Linked DNA regions of Zea mays: region 2 is linked to region 1. Evidence: chromatin contacts called from public Hi-C data. All regions are on one chromosome and are shown on one strand. The core of a region is the stretch at or near the end of the contact, and the rest is flanking DNA. Distances in the headings are between cores, read along the strand shown. Region 1 holds the start of LOC103630273 (protein G1-like7). Region 2 holds the start of LOC103631498.

The links. Hi-C and Micro-C count contacts between places; a contact is called where the count stands out from the background.
Region 2: a contact with region 1 is called in a Hi-C map of leaf, with 4 times the contacts expected there. The contact joins the promoter of LOC103631498 here to the promoter of LOC103630273 in region 1. A contact is called at or near these places in 2 of 25 Hi-C or Micro-C datasets (leaf and tassel).

The regions. Positions count from the first base shown.
Region 1 is chr6:152,307,905-152,312,956 of Zm-B73-REFERENCE-NAM-5.0, forward strand. It overlaps LOC103630273 (protein G1-like7), which reads right to left and starts at 2,516. Exons shown (of 1, transcript XM_008651337.2): 1 at 945-2,516. The coding sequence starts at 2,108. The coding sequence ends at 1,203.
Region 2 is chr6:152,435,988-152,441,039 of Zm-B73-REFERENCE-NAM-5.0, forward strand. LOC103631498 reads right to left here and starts at 3,085. Exons shown (of 3, transcript XM_020539538.2): 1 at 2,409-3,085; 2 at 1,908-2,088; 3 at 1,200-1,835. The coding sequence starts at 2,806. The coding sequence ends at 1,212. LOC100281100 (ATP binding protein) reads left to right here and starts at 3,311. Exons shown (of 5, transcript NM_001363939.1): 1 at 3,311-3,636; 2 at 3,793-3,841; 3 at 4,819-5,052. The coding sequence starts at 3,456.

The sequences.
Region 1 (5,052 bases), core at 1,266-3,765:
ATAACTATGTCCAAAAATCTGTTAAACAAACAATGATTGCAACTGCTGCCTGGTGTAATTGCAACTGCTGGTCTGGTGTGATTGCAACTCCTATATAACTATGTCCAAAAATCTGTTAAACAAAACAATGATTGCAACTGTGTCTGGTGTAATTGCAACTGCTGGTCTGGTGTGATTGCAACTTCTATATAACTATGTCCAAAAATCTGTTAAACAAAACAATGATTGCAACTGCTGTCTGGTATAATTGCAACTGCAAGTCTGGTGTGATTGCAACTTATGTGAAGAGGTTGAGCCGTTCGCGGAGGAGCCGTTCACGGAGAAAGAGGGGTGGGGGCGGGAAAATGAAAAGGTTCTGTCCGGAGCGTGCGGGAGGGACGAAACCGGCCTGGGTGGGACGGTTGGCTCGGACCTGGCACATAGGTTCGGCCTGGATGCATTCTCTATATTGAATGCAACCAGGTGTAATATATAAATACAGTATATATATATATATATATATAATGATTCTCTTTGTGAAGTCAAAAACAGCACAAGCGGCAGTGCCGCTCTGAAGGCCGCTTCATTAAACAACTACTATTCAAACATTATATTCGCGCGTCTGTGGACCCTAGCTAGCTGGTATAGCTATGTTCTGCCGCTCTAGTGATAGCGCCATTTGAGGATGAAATGTGAATATGTGATGAATGGGACCTAGAAAAATTGAGGGAAAACTAAGAGAATATATAATAATGGATGATGAAAGTCTCCACACAGCAGGCCGCTGCACGAGTGAGACAATCATCATGATTACTTGTTAAGCAGGATCACAGGCATCTAGAAATTTATGTCAATGTGACCTCATGCATAGCACTCAAATCAGCATGCAGACGGTAGAAGTCTGAACATGCATCCTGAATATATATGAACAAAAATATCGTATATCTATATCGTCTGAATATATATATGCAAATTAACTTTTTTTTTTCTTGAAGTGAAATGATATATGTTTTCTTTATATGTACGTACTTCCTCCTAATTAACATGATCCTACAAGTCCCTTAGACCTCTCTTTATATATGCCAGTAAACAATAACAATATATAGTAATAATAGTGAGCAACTAAAAATTCAAGATGGAAGCGGTTGGGATTAGAATTTGGAGGACGGCGATGATACGATTGAATCAGAATTCAGAAGGCTAGTAGATGATCTACACACTTATCACGAGCTTGGCGCGGATCCTTCTTTCTCCTTCTTGCTTGTCGTCGTCGTCGTGGCTGGGGCGACACTGCTACTACTTGCACTAGCACTGGAAATAATACTTGCAGGAGGAGCCGGCGTGGCGGTCTGCTGTCGTTGTGGTTCATCTGCAGATGGCGATGGTTCGTCGTCGTCCTCGTCATCACCACCGCCGGCCCCTGACGACGTCCCGGCGGCCTCTGCAGTTACAACAGGAGGCGGCGCGACCGGAGGCGCGGCGGCGCTCCCGCGCTTCCGCTTCTTCTTCTCGTACGGGATGCCGCGGGCCTTGGCCTGCGCCTCCCGCACGTCGCGGAGGTAGATGCGCACGGCCTTGGCCGCGAACGGGTTGGACTCGGGGCGGCCGCCGGACTCCTCGTACGCGGCGCGGAGGCGGCCGATGAGCGCGTCGAGGCTACCCCAGGCCTGGCGCAGCGGGCACGTGCAGGGCGCCGGCGGGTTCGGCTGCCCGAAGTAGGCGCAGCCCTCAGCGTGCACCTTCGTCTTGCCGAACTGGTCCAGGTAGCGGAGGAACTCGATGACGTGTGCGCCGCTGCAGCGTGCCAGCGTCAGCGGCGGCTTGTGGTTCCGCAGGTACTGCAGGAACGTGTTCCAGTCCCGGCGCTTCTGCGACTCGTACCGGCTGAGCCCCGCCGGAGGCTGCTGCGTTAGCGGCTGCGGCTGCGGCTGCGCCTGGGCCCTTACTGCTGGCTGTTCCCTCTGCTGTGCTCCTTGTTGCTGCTGTGCTTCCTGCTCTGCCTGCTGCCGGCTCGACGAGGAGGCTGCTGCGGCGGCCGAGGACGACGACGGCGACGGCCCGGCCTCTGCTGGCTCACTGGTTCCTCCTCCGCCACCACCACCGGCAGGCGCGTCCGGACCAGGCTCCATGGCCAGCAACTCCCCGATCGATCCGTTAGCAGCTCTCCCTGCCTGCTGCCGTTTAAGTGTAGCCGTTTAGGTAGTAGGAGAGAGAGCGAGACTACCGCGTACCAGGCAGAGAGAATCAAGCTACTAAGGACGACGATGATGTGAGGAGGTAGAAGAAAGCAGCAGCCAGCAGGAAGAAAAAAGAAAGAAAGAAGCAGCTGCTTGGGAGTGTGGCATTCTTTGCGGCTTTTGTCGCTGGTTGCGTTAATAGCGTCTCCACTACACACTGTCGACTGCTTAATCGTAATCATTTCTTTATTTGTTTATTACTGTTTTTCTTTTGTTTCCAGGCCGTAGTATTGTACTATAAAAATGTATAGAAATAGATTTAGGATGTTACCATGCTATAGTTCCGGTCTAGTTACAATCGTTACTGACACACAAACGTTAATATCGGTTCTACCAGCTGAGACCCTAGAAAGAGCATTAGTATCAATTGGTGGCTGCAACTTGTACTAATGTTCTAGCTTTAGTATCACTTTGAGTCATCAATCAATACTAAAAATGTGTTCGAGACATTAGTACCGCAACTAGTATTAAAGCCAAGATATTAGTATTGATTGACCTAGCTAGCAACCGATACTAATACTCCATTCTATTATTTAGGGGCTTGTTTGTCTAGCGTCATGTATATAGAGAGGAAATATGTTCATGTTCTGTTCATGGCAATAATCTTCAAGGTGGTGCTATAATTTTTTAAGACATTATATTGAAGGTTTCACTTATCCAATTGTAGAGAAAAGGTTAGAGTTGATCCTCTCATATTGAATGATGAAAATGGTTTATTGTCTTCTTTACTTTTTGTCGGCGTTTCGACCCCGGGGGGTCCCTGGACCGACGAGTAAATTGTCGCTGCGTGTCCCAGTCCAGATGGGTCGGCGCGAAACGGAACACAAGGGGGAACAAAAAAGGGGAACCGCGGCTCGTGTTGTCCTGCGCCCAGGGCGGATGCGCTTGCAGTAGGGGTTACAAGCGTTCGCGAGGGAGAGGGAGAGAGAGAGAGACTGCCCGTCAGCCCGTCCTCCCGCGCGGCCACCTTCTCGTACGAGGGCCCTGGACCTTCCTTTTATAGATGTAAGTAGAAGGCCAAGGTGTACAATGGGGGGTGTAGCAATATGCTAATGTGTCTAGCAGAGAGGAGCTAGAGCCCTATGTACATGCTGACGTGGCTGTCGGAGAGGTGTTGGTGCCCTGTTCATGTGATGTCGTGGCCGTCAGAGGAGCGCTCGAGCCCTATAGAAGCACAGCTGTCGAGGCTGTCGGGTCCTTGCTGACGTCTCCTTGCTTCCGTAGGGGGCTGAGAACCGCCGTCATCATGGAGCACGCGGGGTGCCATCATTACATGTTTACCGGGGCGAGCCAGATGGGACGCCGGTCTTGTTCCCCGTAGCTTGAGCTAGCTATGGGTAGGGTAATGATGTACCCCCTGTTGCGTGGTCGGTCCGAGCCCAAGGCTGGGCGAGGTGGTGACTCCTCCGAGGTCGAGGTTGAGTCCGAGCCCTGGGGTCGGGCGAGGCGGAGACCGTCTTCCGAGGTCGAGGCTGAGTCCGAGCCCTGGGGTCGGGCAAGGCGGAGACCGTCTTCCGAGGTCAAGGCTGAGTCCGAGCCCTGGGTCGGGCAAGGCGGAGCTTCCTATGGCGCCTGAGGCTGGACTCGGCTGTTGTTAGCCTCACCCTGGCGGGTGGCACAGCAGTCGGAGCAGGGCAGGCGACGCTGTTTTCCTGTCAGGTCAGTCAGTGGAGGGGTGAAGTGACTGCGGTCACTTCGGCCCTATCGATTGAGGAACGCGCGTCAGGATAAGGTGTCAGGCGATCCTTGCATTGAATGCTCCTGCGATACGGTCGGTTGGCGAGGCGATCTGGCCAAGGTTGCTTCTCCGCGAAGCCTGCCCGAGCTGAGCCTCGGGCGAGTCGAAGGTGCGCCCGTTGCCTGAGGAGGCCCTCGGGCGAGGCGTGAATCCACCTAGGTCTATTGTTCCTGTCTGAGGCTGGGCTCGGGCGAGGCGAGATCGTGCCCCTGAAGTGGACCGAGCTTTGACCTGTATTGCGCCCATCAGGCCTTTGCAGCTTGTGTTGATGGTGGTTACCAGCCGAGTTTAGGAGTCTTAGGGGTACCCCTAATTATGGTCCCCGACAGTAGCCCCCGAGCCTCAAAGGGAGTGTTGGTACTCGCTTGGAGGCTTTATCACACTTTTTTGCAAGGGGACCGACCTTTCTCGGTTGCATTTCGTTCCGGTGGGTGCGCGCGAGCGCACCCGCCGGGTGTAGCCCCCGAGGCCTCGGAGGAGTGGTTTGATTCCTCCGAGGTCTTAGTGCCTTTCGTGACGCCTCGGCCGGTCTGGTTGTTCCCTCATGCGATCTGATCGTAGTCCGGGTGCACGGTCAGGTTCTGAGTCCTCGGGCTGGTATGTTGACGCTGTCAACGGATTGGCCGGAGCCGGGTTTGCGAGAGCAGCCCCCGAGCCTCCGCACAGAGCGAGAGGACGGTCAAGGATTAACTTGGCTTTTATCATACGCCCCTTTGTCGCCTTTCCGCAAGGAGGAGGGGGGGAAAGCGCCATGTTGCCCTCGGAGGGCGCCGAACATGGTGTCTCCGGTGAGTTGCTAACGGGTGATCCGAGTGGACGCATGTGCCCCGTTCGATGAGGGTCGGCTAGTGGCCCAGAGGCGCGCTCCAAAAGTACTTGTAGGTGATTTGCCATACCCGGTCCCGTTTGATAGGGTCCGAGGGCTCGATGCCTCCCTCTGATCGGATTCCGTTACAGAATCGCTCCTGTTGGTCTCGGAAATGTCCTAGGGTACCTCGGGAGCGTAGCCCGAGCCTCGGCCATGTATCGGACGTACCTAGAGTCATCCCTCGCTCTGCGTGTTCTGAGGCTGCTGTCGAACCCTTCGGGGGGCCAGCC
Region 2 (5,052 bases), core at 1,835-4,334, 130 kb after region 1:
GACTCTACATCGTCTAGGGATGCCCCGAGTGGCCTACCGACCTCGAAGCACCGCCTAGAACTCTTCTTCCCGATGGGGTCCCTCCTGGGATGTGAGATCTAAGGTTCTCCACGGAGAAGAAGACGCTATGTGCCATCACGGACCGTCTGAGCCCTGTGTGGGGAATGTCTGGTGTGACACGGAGAGGAGAAGCTCCTGCAGCAAGGTCGCGGACCGTCCGCACTCCCGTAGAGAGCGCAACATGGTCCCGGTCCTGAATCAGAGCCAACATTAAGACAAAGGACGCAAGATTTAGACTGATTCGAGCAACCTAATCATTGTACCCTATGTATGTATGGGGTGGTTGATGCTTGTATTGAGTAATGAGTATAGGTGAGTTGGTGTCGTGAACTGGTGTCTTGAGTTGCTTCTAGATTTGTCCTAGATGATGTATAATGTCTAGGTATCAAAAAAAACTCGACCGGGAAGAGAAAGATCGTCCTCCCGATATTATATTAAGAAAAACTAAAACATGGCCCCACCTGAAAAATCCCCGAACACTGGTCCCCCATCACTAGCAGGCTGTCACCGTCCACTCTGCAACGGCCCCGCCGGAGGGTGGCGCGCAAGACGTAACCCAGGAGCGGGCAGGTCACAGCGAGGAGATTTTTTAATCGAGCCCGAAATTCGTCCTCAAGAGGATCAAACCTATAACCTAAAGGTGCTACTCAAATGTTTTAACCATTACGCTAGAGACCAGCCATACCTTTATGTGCCTAGCTCTCTAACCAATTAGAACTTCATCATATTAGTCGTACCAAATACATTGTCTTATACCATATCTCTTCTAGGACGTGTACATGAGTCAGATATTTAGTTTTTATAGGCTCAAGGAATTCTGTGTGACGTACTTCCCACACCGGGTAAAACTCTTCCAGGTCTGTTTTACCATATATCTATGAAAAAAGCATACTCCCACGGTACAATAAGGGCATGTACAATGCTTAGACACCAAAACGGTTCTCCAAGTATAATAGACAACTAAGAGACTCTTTCATACAATGGAGTGTCTATAAATGCAGTCTGTTAATAAATGCATATGTAGAGTAGACTTAAAAACACTCTTGATCAAATGTGCACACACATTTTGTATCCATATATATATATATATATATATATATATATATATATATATATATATATATATATATATTCTTTCAAAAACGTAAAATTTACAATAAATATATCATATAGAAACTAATTTTATCATTATGAATCTTTCCCTGCATTTCAAGAGCCTTCATACGATTGTCTGCAACATTGTTTTGAATTTTTTCAAATCTATCAAGCTCCTCCACATTTATCGCACTCGCTTTATATTTTCCTTTTGCTTCAAGTGCAGCTCTTTTAGCTGCCTTCTGTCCCATTGGTCGAGGAAGGTCCACATCTTCTAGTCCTCCTCCTTGTGTGCTGCCATTCTCCATCTCCTTCCTCTTGCCATGGATATTATTGTTATAACTTATCCACTTAGCCTCGTTACGAACCATGTACCAAACATTCATAAGCTGAAAACGTAATCCTTTGTTCTCATCCTCAAAAAATTTATGTGCTTTATCTAACCACATTTCATCCGAGTATCCACTGGTGTAAACCCTCCTAGCTTTCACCCAACAATCATTGAACGAATTTGTCAATTTATTGATTTTGTGCCATCTATCTTTAACCTGCTTAGCAGTCCTCCATCTATTCTTGACAGTAGCTTGATTGTACTCCTGCATCACATCCGTCCAATATTTGTCAGACTTCTTGTTGTTTCCACCAATTGGGTCGATGGAGTGTTTGAGCCAAGCACTCATCTGCATACAAAGAGAATTTGTAAGTACAATGTGAAGCAGCTATAAAATTGACAAGTTAAATAATGAAAATACCACTCTCCCATCTTCCTCTGATTTCCATATTAGCTTGGCCTCAGTCCTAACTTCTTCATCTCCATCGTTTCTATCATTGTCTACAGGGTTGTCATGTGATTCATCCAATTGTGTGACATGTGATGTTCCTCTAACAAAATGAGAATTCTGACCCATCATATAATTTATGAACCCATCAGAGCTGAAAATAATTCACAAAAAGGAAGATGTAAGCCTACATACTGCATTTGTATAATTAAAACAATCTATACAAACAATCTGCACTATCAAATAATTCTGTTGAACACCCGAGCACACAGCCATACGTACTGGACAATGTATACAAGCAAATTTCTGTTCAGAAAATGAATTTCATAGTGAATATGTTTTCAGAACAATGTATACAAGCAAATTTCTTTTCAGAAAATGAATTTTGGAACATGAACAATGTGTACTGCATAAGCTTACTGAATCCATACAAGCAACTCCATACTGAACAAGGTTACCAGCAGCATGACTTACCTATGAAGCAAATCCGAATAAGTTGAAGAAGGTCCTGATGCCATAGATGAAGCAGAGCTAGCAGATGAGAATGGGCCGAATGAGGGGCGACTGCCAGGGGAAGGGCCACCGCGGGGGGAAGAGCTGTGGATGCCGGAACCCAACTGAAATCCAGGGCCGCTGCTCAGGGAAGAGTGGAATCCAGCACCGCTGCTCGGGGAAGAGTGGAATCCAGCACTTGTTGGAGATCCGTCGATGCCGACCGAATGGAGCCCGACGCTGCCGTTGGACGAGCCATGAACACCAGTAGGGGACGGGAACCGGGTCGCAGCGGTGTTGGAAGGTGCCACAAAGGGCCGGCGACTGGAGGCCAAGCGCTGAGCGGCGGCAGAGGTCTGATGGCCGGTGGATCTCTGCATGGTTGCCGCCGGTTCAGAGAAGGTGCAGAGGTAAGATTTGGGAGAGAAAATAGAGGGAATAAGGAGAGGAAGTGATTTAGCACCTGGATTTCGCGCCAAAAACAAAAATTGGTGGCGCGGCCGCACAGGATCTGCAAGAGACGGCCGGAACTCGTACAATCGGAAGAGGCGGCGTCGGTTCTTGCTAGGGACGGGAGCCAAAGACGTCTCTCCACCAAGCACCGGCTGCAGAGATTTTTTTTAGAAAACCCCCTGGAGACAGATGTGGAGACGCTTGATTAAATGGCGTTGTACACGCCCTAAGTCCATGTATTGGTTGGCCAAGTAGCGCACACAGTCTCCAAAACTAGTAGCTGGAGTACAGTTTAACTCCACCTTAAAGTTTATCTGCTTCGACCTCCCAACTCGCACTCGATTGAGCCGTTGCTTTGGGCGTTCCATACATAAATCGCCATCGCGGCATCGGGCCAAGCGCGAAATTATTGCGAGTTTGCTAGCCCCAACCACACCAACACCACCCGCTCCGCGTGGCCATCTTCCTCCTCGTCTCCACTCTCCACTGCAAGAGCTAGACGAATTAATGCTGAGGCGTCTAGCTCTTCCCTCGCCGGCACTGGCCGCATGCTAAGGCGAGAGTGGCCTTCTTCTCATGACCAGTGCATGGTTGGTCCGGGCGTACGTTCCCATGTTGCTCCGTAGCAGAATCTCGTCGGCGTCCATGGAGAAGACGCGCCGTCACCGGGTGCTGGCTGTGCTGCTGCTGCTGGTGGTGGTGCTGGTCTCCGCTCTCCCTGATCTCGGGAGCTGCCACAAAGATGATGCCGGACAAGGTATGTCAAGGCAGTGCGTCTCTATCTGTTGTCTCTCTTCGTGTGTCTATGTGAGTATATATGAGATAATTGGGCAACCGCTCCATGGGCATGGATTACCTTAATCATTGGGTTCTCCTTTTAATAACATATTCGGCTGATGCTAACTGGCTGTAGGAGGAACTACGAACCCAGAGGAAGATATGGTCTCTGTCTCCGAAGCTAGGTGAGATCTTCTTTCAGCTAATCCTGAGCCGGACCGGTTGTCCGATTCTAGTTTTCTTTGAGCATTCCAGATTCGGACAGTTCTCCTAAAAAATAGGGTTTTTTAAGCTGATGCTCTCGGATTTTCTGGTGTGCTTATTTTTACCTTTAGTCGTGTTTTTTTCTCAGTTTATATAAGTACTGGTTTGGAAGTATTCCCGAGGATAGTGAAATTAGCTCAATTTCTCCTGTGAATTCCTGAGGGAATTTAATTTTCTAAACTAACCTAAGTGTTTTTAGCTCAAACATTGGTGTTTAGCTACCGAACAGGGATGGCATTAGGCCCCGCTCTTTTTTTTCTTAATCTCTACTATATAAAGTATGACTTCTCACTTTTTTACCATTATCTTGCGTCACACGATAAAATTATACACAAGTGAAGGTTTAATCATTGGTTATTTACTCTTTATTCTCACATATAACCAACAAAACATATATTTTTTATGTTTTATATTCTATAATCAAACATAATATAAACAAAAGTCTATATAAAAGGCGTATCAAGGCATCTAACTATGCTAGCTGAAAAGCCAATACCGATTCAGCTTTGACTTCTTTCATGTAGCAGATGACACATCTTCAGCGCCATGCCTTTCAGTTTTCACCTGGAAACAGCGAATAGAAAAAATCAATGCGGATCACCTGTATATTCGGCACACCTATATATCTACCCTTCATGCATGGATCACATTTCACAAACTGTACGTAGTACCAACCAACAACTACACTACTGTCGATAGAAACAAGGATGGGCTTGGAATCATCCATCCATCCATTGGTTGTCAGGAATTGACAGCTGAACCAACGACACACACCAAGGCACCAAGCAGCCTCATCCCTCAGATGATGATGACACATCGACGCTTCTCAGATTGTTCTGCGCCTCTTGTGCTCACACTCCTTTTTGCCTCCGCTCAATTATTGCCTTATTGGCAGCAGGACAACCCACCACGGTGACCGGACCAGGAAATTCCTGCACGAGCAGCAGCAGCAGAACAGGTACTGGTCCGGGGATTTCGGCGACAAGGTGTCGTCGTTGACAGACTCCAGCCAGTACCCTCCAGACAGTGGAGGCAGTTCTTCTCAAAGCCCAGCGTCGACGTTCAAGCCAGACCAGTGGCAGCCATGGCTACCGTGGGCACCCAAGGCCCCGCCACCGATGAGCGTTCCTCC